Linked DNA regions of Anser cygnoides: region 2 is linked to region 1. A link is a contact called in public Hi-C data. All regions are on one chromosome and are shown on one strand. The core of a region is the stretch at or near the end of the contact, and the rest is flanking DNA. Distances in the headings are between cores, read along the strand shown.

Region 1 (6,994 bases), core at 1,193-3,692:
TTTACCACTGTGGGCCCCAACATACAGAGATAGCTGCTTCAGTGCACAAAAATAAATGCTATGTCTTGAATCCTTTAAGGAAATACAAATTTTTGTCTCAATGTGTTTTATGTCATAATAACATCTTCAGGAAATCTGCGATTCTTACAGATTTGAGTCATTCAGTTGAATCTTAGAAAGCATCACAAAAGGTTATAAACTAATGAATGCACTCTTAAATAAGGCAAAACCAAATAAACATTGGCTTTTGTAGGGGGTGTGAAAATATTCAGGAGAAAATTATGCTTGATGCTGTCAGAGTGTGACCTATCAGAGCCCCCAAAGCAATCATGTACATGACTGAACAAAGGAATTCTGACTTAAACTTGTGAATATAACAGTTTAATAAATTATAACTTGTACAATGAGTCATAGCACATGGGATTTAGTTACCTTTGGTTTATATAGAGAAAGCAATTCAGGTTAAAATATTCAACTGAGATATGTAAAGAATCTTTATGGATTAAAAAAAATAATTAAAAAAATCTTGATTTTCTCATGACTAAAGGACACACACACTAGCTTACGTATCTTGAGTAAATTACCCCCTAATACATCTCAGCTGATACCACCCACTATAATCATATTCGCTTCCTCACTCACTTTCCAAGCACAGGACAGCTTCAAGCACAAATTTAAAGTAGTCTTCTCCATTACCCTAGCAAAAAAAAAAAAAAAAAAAAAAAAGTGAAGTCCTTCCATCATGCTCTGTATTTGTAACACCAAGGCAGTCTATAATTAGAGAGTGCAGGGACCAGTGACTAATTCATATAAAGGTAAAGCGCAAGCAGTTGCAGTGTTTTCACTACTTTTAATACTAGACTGGAATACTAGATGTCCTGATGCTACTCCTCAGACTGCAAATATTGGCACACCCTGTTCAAGTACAACCACAGAAAGAAAATACAAAAGAAAGAAAAACACCAACTGCAGATGCCATGTCTTCTTCTACGGTATGTATAGTGCAAAGGTTCACACCGAGTGTGACCATACTCACAATACAAAAGTCCCATGCCACCTCCGCAGTGACTCATTTATGCTTGTGACCAAAAAGACATCAATTTTAAGCTGGTCTAGCATTGGCTTTGCTGCCTTCTTCCTCTCCTTTCACATTTTCATTGTGTGCAAGAACTTTCTGATATCTTGGAGGCTTAACTGAATGTAATTGGAAACAATAAACAGCTGCCATTATTATTCACTAAGACCTGAAACAACAGCTTTGATAATTCCTTTGTTCTTGTTTTCCCCTTCAAACCAAGCAGCATCTGCAGTACTAAATATTCAGTCACTGGACTGTCACCTTCTTCCTGGTAAACACAAAACTTGAGTAAATATTGTGTAGTTGCAGAAAGCATGGATGTTTTGACTGATGAAGTGGGAGGGAGGGACAGCTGGCTAGAAAGAATTGTCCAAAATATGTGAACACAAGGTAAAAAATTATACATTGTCCCAGCAAAATCAGGATAGTTGGTGCGTATTGCTATGTGTGTGTATCTAAACAGACTCGTATTTTCTACACAGATATATAAAATTTATTGATTCTCATAAGTTTTGCACTTTGGTGAAATCCAGCTCAGTGCCAGGAACCAGTTATAGGATCAATGCACCTTTGAAGTAGTGCCTAGATTTATGTTGACCTTTGATAAGAGGATAAATTTCACCCTGTGTCATTAGTGCTGCCCACAAACATAAAAGGGATATGTTTGCCTTGCCTTAACATCTTTGATATTTACCCACTGCTTTGCTTGAGATATCAGGTATAAAGATGACCCTATCTTTCCTGACTATGTTGAAAAGGAGAGATATTTGTATTTAAAATAAGGTTCAAACCTAGGCCAGAGAGGGTTTTAGCTCTTGCTGAACCTTTTCCTAGCATAGTACAAGAAGCCGGTGTAGGTATGCTGATGTAACTTTACTGTAATAAAGCAGAGTTCAAAAAACCAGTGATGATTTGTCAACTCAGAGGCCAAAACTTACCCTGAGATGGAAGGTCATGATACTGCAGAGATCAAACATTACCTAGTGACTGCACGACCCCAGCAAAGGAGAAAATCTCAAAACCACACGTTTCCAATGTGTGACAAGGGTGTGTGGTGTTGTGGGTGTTTAGCACTATCCACAGGTGCAAATCTCACTGCCCTGCTGCTGAAACCGATGGTTGAATTTGACTACTCTAGGGTAATACTGTTTCTTCTCCCATCACTCACAGCATGTTCCCAGTGTCTTCATCCTGCTATGACTTAGTTTTGGTAGTGGAGTACAGAATCAGACACAAACATTTTAGATACAAACACTACTACTATCCAGAGGACAGCTTCTGGTTCCTCAAGGCAGCTTGTATCTTCCTCAAAACAGGTAGGTCCCATCTTGTAATCTTCTCAACCCTGCCTCTTCTCATCTTTATATTTATTTGTAAGTTAAAGGCTCTCTGAGGGCTGGCCAGCTGACTGACACACAACAGACAATGCAAACTGCCTGCAGAAGCTGAGTGACTGAGGCTATCTCAGCCTGTAAATAAAACAGGCCTTGACCTGTCCTTTGAGGCTGTTTCATGTAGGGCTTCTGCATGTGACTGAGAGGCACGTACACACAGAATGCAAAAATGAAATTGATTTGGGGATCCTAAAGGATGAGGGTAACAAGTGAGCAGGCTAAGGTGTAAATTCCCCGTGTGACACACATGCACAGATTATGGTATTCTTAAATATGGAGTGTTAATTGACAGAAAGTAAAATATAGGAAAACAAGTGTACAAGCATACCTATGTTATTATAGGGTTCATTTTACCTGCTAGTAAGACAGGATTTCTACTATATACAAAGAATCATATCTGCAGTCAGTCCTTTATTAATTTAGCAGCTTTCAACTCCATCACATAGGCATGATATCCCTGTGAACCCTTCTGACAAAGGGGTCGCCAGAATCTGGAAGGTTAGCTAATTACAATTTAAAGATACTCACAGCGAGGATGACTGACTAAAGGCAGAAGTCTCCTGAGAGCATCATAAAAAAAGAAAGGGCTGTGAGAGGAGCTGTGGGAGTTAGAGGTTTCTCTTCTCTGTGGGTGAAATGAGGAGAATTGCACTTGTCCTGAAGTTTTGCAGTCAGTGCAGTCAAGGTACCTGGAGTTAGGTTTGGACCTGCTTGCTTTTGTTTCTTTCTTTTGCTATGTATGGGCCACATATTTATATGAAAAACTTATACTTATTTTTTATACTTATTTTTTATATATATTTTATACTTATACTGATTTTTATGGAGTCTTTTTAGATTTACATATGTTAACAAAAACAAGAGGCTTAAGGCATGCCTCTTGATAATGCATTCCCATCACATGCCCATCATAGGTATTGCAAACTCTGAAATGGCATAGGAGAGTGACCAAGTGATTTAGAAACAGCTGAGATTGACTGTAATCAAGCCCATTTACTCTTCTTTATTTCAGTCATCTTCTGCTTGACTCACCTTCCAATCTCACCTGCTTCAGCAGCATGGTTGTGAGACAGTGCACACCTTGGCACATGTGGGAAACTCTGCATTACCTAGCTGAGACCAAATGGGGCCATCCAGCTCATGCCATACAGATAAGATCCTTTATCTCTCCTAAACTGAGTGGCCTCACCCATACGACTTGCAAGGAATGCTCCCTGGCCCACAGTATCCCACAGATGGATCCTGGACATCATTCCAGGTAGTGCCAGCGAGCCAAAACTGTTCCATGGGGCCGGTTTACTGCTAACATTAACAGTTAAACAGGGGTAATTGTAGGCCAGATCAAGTTTGTGCCCTAACATGTTTATCAGTAACTCATAGCCTAACTCTTCCAGTGATTGCACAAAAAGCTCTTTCTCATCAAGGAGAGAACCTGTAAGTTCTCACAAGAGCATATGAAAGATTACTCAGTGAAAGGGTTTATTTGGGTTAGGACCATTCCCACAATTTCTCAAACAGCAAGGGGGAAATTAGGTAGAGCAATGAATAGACCAACCAGTAGATAAATGGATAAAAAGATACATTGACATGCTTCTCAAATAATTAATAATATAACACTACACAGTACTCATTAGAAAACTCTGAGCTTTTCAAAGAAAAATAGGTCTCTTCAGCTTTAGTAATAGTATCATTAGTACTTATCAACATCTAAAACATTGATCTAAGTCATAAAAATATCGCACTAAAATTGTTTCTAGAAATGGACCCTAGATTTACCACATAGAATTCTGTAGAATTTTCTCTCTCTTATATTGTCAGTTACTTATTCCCTAATTTTACTCTCCACTAAGTCTGAAAACCTGACAATACCTTATATGTGCTCAAGGAAATGATAGCATGGCTTGTAGCTTTGCACTTCTGCACTGGGTTTACATGGCAAAGGCTTGGTAGCAGAGGGGCTACAGGGGTGGCCTCTGTGAGAAAAGCCCAGAAGCTGCCCCGTGTCAGATAAGGGCCAGCTCCAGATGGCTCCAAAAGGGACCTGCTGCTGCCCAGAGCTGAGCCATGAGTGACGCTTGGTTGGCCATCTGAGAGAGTAGATTTAAGAAAGGGAAAAAAAAAAATGCTGTGCAACAGCAGCTGGGACAGCGAGGAGTGAGAACCAGCCCTGCAGACACTGAGGTCAGTGCAGAAGGAGGGCAGGAGGTGCTCCAGGTGCCAGAGCAGAAGTTCCCCTGCGGCCTGTGGAGAGGCCCCTGGTGGAGCAGGCTGTCCCCCTGCAGCCCATGGGTCCCACACGGAGCAGATCTCCACGCTGCAGCCCGTGGAGGAGCCCCCGGTGGAGCAGGTGGATGTGGCCTGGAGGAGGCTGCGGCCCATGGAGAGCCCCCGCAGGAGCAGGCCCCGGGCCGGAGCTGCAGCCCGTGGAGAGGAGCCCACGCAGGAGCAGGAGGTCTGGGGGGAGCTGCCGCCCGTGGGGGAACCATGTTGGAGCAGTTTGCTCCTGATGAATGGACCCCCATGGTACGGACCCATGCTGAAGCAGTTCTTGAAGAGCTGCTGCCTGTGGGCAGCCCTCACAGGCTCAGTTCTGTAAGGACAGCATCCCATGGGAGGGACCCCACGTGGAGCAGGGGCAGAGAGGAACCGTGAAGGATTGGCAGGGACAAAGCGTCAGGGGCTGACCACGCTGTTCCCCTGTGATGCTTGGGGGGAGCATGTAGGAGTGGGTGAATGGGTGGAAAGTGTTTTTACTTTGCTTTTAGTTCTTACTGCTCTAGTCTGTTATCAATAGGCAATAAATTATATTAATCTCCCTTATGCTGAGCCTGTTTTGCCTGTGACAGTAACTGGTGAACAATCTCCCTGTCCTGATCTCAACACCTGATTTTTTCTTTAATATATTATTTTTTTCATGGTATTTTCTCACTCATCCTCGCGAGGAAGGTGAGTGAGAGAAGCATGGTGGTGCTTAGCTGCTCATCAGTGTCAAACCACTACAACATCTTCATCAGCATCAGATCAAAATCACTTCAGATAGCTTCAAGTCCCAAGTCATGGCTGTGGTGACATGGAACCTCACTGCCTAATGGGAAACTCAAGAATTGGTTGCACCCAGGTCCAGATCTTTGTGGGATGGCTGAGTCTGCTTCCCTTGGCTTGCCTCTCCATGCCTCAGCTTGTTCTACCCATACTTCTTCACCTCTTTTAGGGTAATGTGTCCTTTGACTATTATATGAAAAAAGTAGTCCATATTATCCTCCTATAAGGAAGACAAAATATTTTTGCTGTATTTTACATACATTCTTCCTAAGGCACTAAACATACTGGTTTTATGATATTGGCATAATCCATAACTAGAGTGGTGCATGTTTGTGTTTGATTGATTGATACCAATTTCCTTTAGAAACCCACTATTAAGAAAATTATTTTTTGGAGGAATTGGATGAAGCACGACATAGCATTTAATGAAGTTACTTGTTCTGGTGCCTGAATTAATGGCAAATCACCACGCTGAAAGGTAGATTTATGGATGATTTAGCTTCAGCTCAGTTATTCTGTTTATCAACTTTCTCAACTGTGGAAAATACAGTATTCAAGCAATGCCACAATAAGAAAAAATAAATAAAATTGATGATGACAATTTCCCAATATAATTGTCCCAAATATTTTGCTATTTTGACATCTACATTAATAAACCAAATTGCTTCGTTTTCATCCAGTGACTGACACTGGAGCTGCAAATCTTTCAAATGTCAGTGAACAGCACGCACATGAACCTTCCACTTCTTTTTGATGTACAGTCACCTTCTTGGGCAGATTATCCGTGCAGTGGATATTGGTTGGCTCAGCATCATGAAAACATAGATGTACTGCTTTCTTGGCTGACTTGGCTCTGGAATTAGTATTATATCTTCTATATGACAGCCAGACTGAACTAAAAAACTGTATGGGACCTTATGTGGCTTTATGAAGGACAAACAGCTTTGAAATCCTTTCCCAGTACTGGGAGGCCATAAGAAAACATACAGACAACCAATTGCCTCCAGACTGAACTACTACAGGTACAATTGGGTTTATTATTTTATACTTTGTACAAACCCTCATTAATTGCGTGGTAAAGCAAAAAATGGCAGCAGCTCTGATGGCTGCTGGAAGCAAAGGAAAGTGACAGGTATTGTCTGCAGCATGTTGCTCAGTGTAAATTAACTCACGTGTAGAGAATGACCAGTACATAGAGTCACCTGGAAACTGGTGCTGCATACAGTCCTGGAATTCAAAGCACTGGGAAATATAGAAATGTAGAAAGCCATTGGTGCATCTGCTTGTAGTGAGCAGCAAATAAGAACATAGGAGCACTGAATGAAGTTTGGAAAGGAGCTCTGGAAGTCATTTGGTCCAAAACCCTGTTCTAAGCAAGGCCAACTTTGAAGATAGATCAGTTTGCTCAGAATTGGGGTATTGTACAGAACCAGCCAAGAAATGTGTTGCCTGGGACTTTTGCCTTTCTGTATGTCCAAAT
Region 2 (6,994 bases), core at 1,716-4,215, 86 kb before region 1:
AAGGGCAAGCAAGAGAATACAATAAGAAACCTCTGTGTTGTGGCTGAGGATCTCAGTCCAGCATCTGTTTAAACTGTAGTATACAAGAGAAGTTAGGCCAGCAGATCATAGTCCCAAGATGATTGCAGTTAGCCTAACGATAATTGCACCCATACTAGGGCTTTTATGGAGATAGACAAGCTCCTGTGGCACATTCACCTTGGCCTCTGCTTCAAGTACTCAAGAACAAATCATGGAACAAAACAGGCTATGTTGCCCAGAGGGTAGAATTGGGAGAAGCTTGAGAAGTGAGGAATAACAAAGGACCTTTAAGAATCTTTATTATTATTTTTTATTATTTTTATTATCTTTTTTTTGAAGCAATCTCCTCATTAACATTTAGCAGGGCACTTGGATACAGAATCTGGACTCTTCTGTCCATGGAAAAAGAATTCATTATCAATTTTAAGGAATGAATTTACTTCCATAAATTTGATTTTTGGTGTAATGTGTCAAGAGTGATAGGAATTTGTCTTTCTTATGAGGGACCCTCTTCTTCATGTTGCTAAAAGTTTGTTTTCTTTGAGACTGTTAGATGAAAGCACAGATTCTTTGATATATTTGTAAATATGGCTCACTGTTTCCCTGTCTAAATGTTTACTCAGCCATCTGCATACATGGATTGCCTATTCCAGCTATCTCTACCTCAAAAGATCTCACTGTTCCTACCACTAGTACATGGCAATAGTATAGATCAGCTGACTGTGCTTGAACGAACACTGACTACAGCTAGAATTAGCTGGCACACTGGATAACGCTGACATTTACTGGTATCTCATAACTCCCCCTTTCTCATTCCAGCTACTTTTGCCTGAGCCAGTAGCAAAAGCAGAAAATGCAACTTGGTGTGTGAAAGTGCTATGGCTTACTAGTGTGGTAAAGGTTTTGCAGGATCTAACCAAGGCTTCATACACAACTTTAGTTATTTAAACTATGGGTACAGCATAGCTGAACAATTCACTTACAAGTTTCTGGCTTGAATTTCTCCTTGACCACACAAATGTGTATACAAAATTTTTTCAGAGTCAGAGGAAGGAAAGGACCTTTAAACTTAAAGAGATAAAAACAAGGGACAGGGATTACTGATGTTTATATGCCCGATAGTCCAAATATGATTTCATATGTATGACAGCTTTCCTACTAAAGAGCTACAAGACCCTTAATATTTAGTTTATTTTTCAGGCACAAGATACTATAAAATTTTATGTCCAGAACTCTTGAAGCGGTGCTAAAACTATCTGCCATGAACTGATGCACAAAAAATAAACACATAAGTCACAAATATTTTACCTCAGAACAATGAGTTTTCTTTCTAGAGATAACTCCATGCTGTGAATACTGAATTGGGTACCTAGGTTAATGGAAGAAGAAGGTCTTCCATTTCTACTGAGCTCACTGAAAACTAAAGGTAGAGTTTTTTCTACACACTTAGTGTGTACACTAAGAGGTTTTGTTTTGTTTTGTTTTGTTTTTTTGATCAAAATACACCTCAATGACGTACTTCCTCCATAGACCCTATATCATCAATGTCATTCCTGTCAGATGCAGAAATATTTTGCATTTATAATCTCTATATTCAGATCTTCCTTGGATTGATGAATATTGCTTCTGTTTCATCCATGGATCTCTCCCATAGTCAGTGGAAACAGAGACCAAATGAAAACCCTAAGCATTTGGTTCAGCCTTCAACTTTCACATTTTTTGTCTGCTTGCATCTAGTTCACACCAAACTACCATTTGGAAAGATCTTCATAGTTTTGGCCTTTGCCCCCCTCCAAATTAAATTAATTAATTAAAAAAAAAAAAAAGTTTTGAATTGAAAATCCTTGGAGGAAATTTATATAAATATATATATATATTTTCATATGTATATTGTCACTTTATATATATCTATAATGACAGTGACAAAACATGGTTGACGCATAGCAAAATCTTTTTTTCTTGTGAAAATTACTTTGGCTTCTTTAATTGCTTGAAATATCTGGGACTGTATTTTGGCTCTTCACCACACAAACCAGCAGGCTTGCCATCTGCCCAGCACTGGCCTAATGCTGTCTTCAGGGGACAAATCCTAACTGACTCATCACCAATGAATCATTGTTTTAATTGGGGATTTCCTCTGAATTATCCCACTCCAAGTCATCATGCTAAGGACATTCTCCTTCAATATTTTAAATAAGAAACAAGGATAAACAGAAGAATTAAACAATGCATAGTTTCTACAGCATAGGAAATCTGTCCAGTTCTTGAATATTAATATCAGTTTTGCTAACTACAGTACTTCTTCTGTGGCTTTGCTTTTTTGGAAAGGAACAAAGGCCTTTTAAAGCATTCACTTAGTGTGACAGTTTTACAGATCACTTTAATCACGTCAGAAGTTGTCCATTTATATAAGCTACTAATTGTTCTCCCCTTAAGCAGTAGCACTGCTCTCTGAGGTGTGCTGTTAATCGATCTTGCTAAAGACATGAATATTTCTCCTAAATGCCAATCTAGAAGAAGTAATTAGATCAACAGTGGTAAAGGTGGAGGTCTGTTGCCAGGCAGAAGCAAGGCAAGAAATGAGATTGCTGATATTAAGAACAATTAGAAGTGAGCCATGTAGGCAATGCAAACCATGATAGAGGGAGGCAAGATGGATGTAGCGGACAATGTATGTTATGAGGAAAGACAAGGACAGTGATCTGTAGATAAAAGAAAACAGAGTAAAGGGAAATTTGGATGAAACAGATATCCTAGAGTCTGCAAATTTCACAAAGGACTTACATATTTATAAGAAGTGAGTTTTCTCTATTGCATTTATTATTATTATGGATTATAAATTATTTGGGGAAGCTCTGCAGTTTTTGATATTTATATAAAATTTAATACAGCTTTGTTGCTGATAGTCTGCAGTGTAACACAGAAGCTTGGAAACATGCAGTATGTAATGATGAATCAATACACCTTTGCTAAAAAGCTTTCTTTAAGGCCAGTTTTCTAGTTCAAGCTCAGTGACAAATTGAGATTACTCTAGCAGAACCATTTTCTGGGCTGACAAGTATTTGTCAGCCCAAATTTCTCTGCATCTTGCTTTGTTGCAGAATAAAAATATACCCAACTGAGTATTGAAATTGATTTTCTTATGTGTGACTATTAAACAATAATATCACAATCTGAGGTTCATATAGATGCAATTATTACATTTTATATAACAATATATTATCTGGTTGTTGGCATTTGTTTTGTTTTGTTTTATTTTGTTTTGTTTTGTTTTCTCAAGGGAAATGTCAAATTTGTTCCTGTTTGTTCAGCTGATTTAGAATAAGAGGTCAGATCATGCTGAATTTTCAAACAATACAGTGTTAAAAGGGTTGTAAACAGACAAAGGCACAGGGTTAGCAAACACGACTGGTTCCAGGGAGGCCAGTGGACTGGCAGGAATCCATGAGTTACCTAACTAACAAATAATCCAAAGCAGGGATGCCCAGTGGAGTAGAGCTGCTTGGAAAAGTGTTACATTATGAAAGCAGATTGGAAAATTGTTTGTAAACTGCAATTTACTGTCCTATGTTAAACGCAGTGCTCTCACAAAATGACCAATAACATTAGGGGTTTTGTGTACTCTGGAGGATCATAGAAGCAGTGTTTATTTTCCTACAATTTTAGCAAGATATTTTCATTTCGGTCTCTTACTTTTATAATGTGAAATACAAATGAACACTTTATGTGACCTAAAATAAGAAATCTTTAAAAATGCAATGTGTTGTCTCTTCTTTACAACCTTAACTTTTATTTTTTCTCAGTAATAAAGACTAGCAATGAATGCACACCCAAGCAATAACCCCTTACCCAAGTCATTCATAGACTCCAGTGGAAAATATATCATGAGCCTGATTTTCATTTTTTATGAAGATCCTATGGATATCCACTGGCCATCTTTTAAAGACTGTTTCCATTTTGTCAAGGATGTGCAAGAAGCCTTTGGTCATAGTCAATGAAACTATCAAGCTAGTTACTGGAGCTCCTCCTCAATGTAGATGTGTTAGAAAATTATACTTTTATCTTTAATTTAATTTCTCTCTGGGAGATGATGTCTGTATGTTATGTACCAGGATTTCATTATTAACTTTCAGTAGCAAAATAGCAGTTTAGGAAGTAAGATACAATGCCAGCTCGTCTGATGATGAAAATCTTTTTAAATTAGTGAGAACGTATATTTGAAGTAATAAATAATATGGCAGGTACTGGTAATATATGTAGCATGACCTTTATTTCTTCATTGTCCAGAAGAGATTGTGGGTTGATTATCTAAATGTAATAGTCAATTAAAACTATTCAGAACTATTCTAACCTTTGGTGTGTGGACAGACATCCCAAGTTTTTCTACAGAGCCTAGAGCATAACGAGAGCTTCCATGAAATTATGATGGCCATCCATTAACTATGCTGTCAATTTTCCTTCACTTTGTTTTCCATGCAAGCACACCAACAAAAAAAGGTTCATTTTGGAAGAATACTTTGTGCAGCCAGAAAGGTCAGTGATATCTGGCTACTAAACAACAGGAAACCTTTTTTTGTATGTAACTCTGTTCTGTCTATGCATAAGAAAATTATGGTGTTCAGGAGTGCCGGGAAAACGGTGATCTCAATCATACACCAGTTAGGTTTAATAACACTAGTAAGTAGCATAGGTGTTAATGCCCCAGGAGGTATTTAGGGACTCCTCTGATTACAACTACATTCAAGCTCACTTCCAAGTCTGTCATGGCTGGTGCATGTAACTTACAGTAATGATATTAAGCATCGACTGATAAAATCAAAAGAATAAAGAGAAGAAATAGAAATTGTTTCTCATTTTTGAATGTTTCAGACTGATTCTCTCCCTTTTATTTTATTTCCACAACAGACTCTCTGATATTGCAAAAGGAAAAGTTACACCAGGTTGTCCAACTTATTGTCAAACAATAGAAATTGAGCTTCTCAAATTATATTACTGGTTTAATACACAATATACAATTATATATTAGACCAGTTGCTAAAATAGTGATGAATAAGCTGCAGCCTTGCAGCAGCACCCCCAGGTGTGAGCTGGGACCTCTGGGAGAGACATTGCCTCATGCTCTATTTAGAAATACCTTCTGTAGCTGAAAGCAATACCTTCAGCTGTTCAGGTCAGAATAGATGCAATCATTTTAACTACACATAGCCTGGATAAGATATTGAAGCTAGCTTCCAGTCAACAAACACAAGACTACATTCTCAGCTGGTGTAAACTGACTTCAATGGACCTAAATCAATTTATACCAGGTAGGGATTTATCCTAAGCTTTTGTTTTCTCTTAAATCAAAGTTTCACCAAAGATAAACCCAAAACCTGGTCACATGGACTCAGGGCTTGTTGACATTCTGTGTAGCTGCTGTCTGTTGTGACCACTGTATTGTCTAAATATGAGACAGAACAAGAGTGCCTCTGTGTTTATTGACTGTACTTGTCACCAGTGTAGCTGCACAGAAACAAGCCTAGTCCACCTCTTTGTCTATAGGCAAAACAGTGTGTGTCTTGCAGTCAAGCTCACATAGGGAAATAGGGAAGTGAACATAGCATGTGATCTTCTGACGCAGTAGCTGAATTTGAAAACATTAAGGATAGAGAAATCATGTATTTTTGAATGCTCAATTTCATTAGAGATCAAAAGATTGTCAGTTTTTCAAATGGTATAAAAAGGAAATTATTCTGTGAAGATATAAAATTGTTTACAGAAGAGAGTATAAAACTTTTGTTTAAACCTCAAAGAAAAAAAAAAGTACTTTGGAAAGGACGGCATATCATTGTGACCAACACATTACTCACTAAAAGCCAGAATCAAATATACAAAGTCCTTCTAGACATCAGTGCGATCATTTCCTAAATCACACTTTTTATGCAGACTTGCTGTCTTTCTAGTTATACCAGCAAGAGATTACTGTTAATCCATCTCATCATCATTAATATAGGTCATCTGAGCAGCCTAGAAGAACAGCAACCAGAGGTGTACTCTGTGTATTTCAGAACAAGGTGGCTTAGTAATTGATATGCAGAAACTGAAAATGAGTTTAAATGACATTTAGTTCATCTGCCAGCTTTGACAAGGCCATTACAATTGTCTGACTAGGCCCTGGCCAAGGAGTAGCAGCAGCCTGAGGTTCTTCCACCTGCACATGTGAAAGAAAGAAAAAAAAAAAAAAAAGGAAAAAAAAAAAAAGTCCATTTAAGCATAATGACTTGCAAAGTGGAAGTTTCTGTAAGTACATTTTGGAACAAAGTCACATTTTAGGAACATGATAATCTATTTTTACTTTTCAGATTTCATATCAGTTTACATTTTTCATTCAGTTTCTTTCAACTGGTTTCTACAGGCATGTGTGTAGAATTGTGTGTACATGTATACGTGTCAGGATCTGTAAGAAATTCTGGAAACTCTGTTAATCAGAGAAGTAGCTTCCGCTATGTCATGAAAAAAGGAACAGCCCTACAGTGCAACAGGTTCTGCATCATGTACTGCTTTGAAATCCCCATGGTGAATTTCTCTCCTGTTCATAGCTCCTCTTGGGATAAGTTAAACAAGTTACCATTTTAATATAACTCAAGCATAATTCCCTAAATTTCTTGTCAAAGCCAGAGCACTTCAAAACAAGGTTGGATGTTGCTAGCCCTGCTGCCAGACCTCAAGAAAACCTGTGATCTTTGCCACTGCAAAAGACTTCACCTACTTCTTCCTTAGAACAACCGAGGATTTGGATGATCTAACTTCCCTTGGGCAAGGACACCAGCCCTGCTGGCAACCCCACCTACCCTGTGCACAGAAACTGCGGCTGAATTACTTTCAAGCGTGTAGACTGGGAGCCAGTGAGACACATGATCCAGAAGCTTTCAGCCTTTACATCTCACAGATCACTGTCACTGGCTGGAGCTAGTGTGCAGCAGGAAGCCAAAAG

What was found. Hi-C and Micro-C count contacts between places; a contact is called where the count stands out from the background.
Region 2: a Hi-C map of liver shows a contact between it and region 1, with 8 times the contacts expected there. The contact joins two enhancer-like sites. A contact is called at or near these places in 2 of 7 Hi-C or Micro-C datasets (both in liver).

What each region holds. Positions count from the first base shown.
Region 1 is chr1:20,375,044-20,382,037 of Taihu_goose_T2T_genome, reverse strand. No RefSeq gene overlaps it. Among named protein-coding and RNA genes, the nearest start is that of CRELD2, 91 kb to the right of the region's middle. Within about 2 kb of position 2,442, at least 2 of the 3 cell types and tissues checked have open chromatin away from gene starts, as enhancers often do. A contact at or near this core is called in liver, where this site is marked.
Region 2 is chr1:20,461,237-20,468,230 of Taihu_goose_T2T_genome, reverse strand. No RefSeq gene overlaps it. Among named protein-coding and RNA genes, the nearest start is that of PIM3, 150 kb to the left of the region's middle. Within about 2 kb of position 2,965, at least 2 of the 3 cell types and tissues checked have open chromatin away from gene starts, as enhancers often do. A contact at or near this core is called in liver, where this site is marked.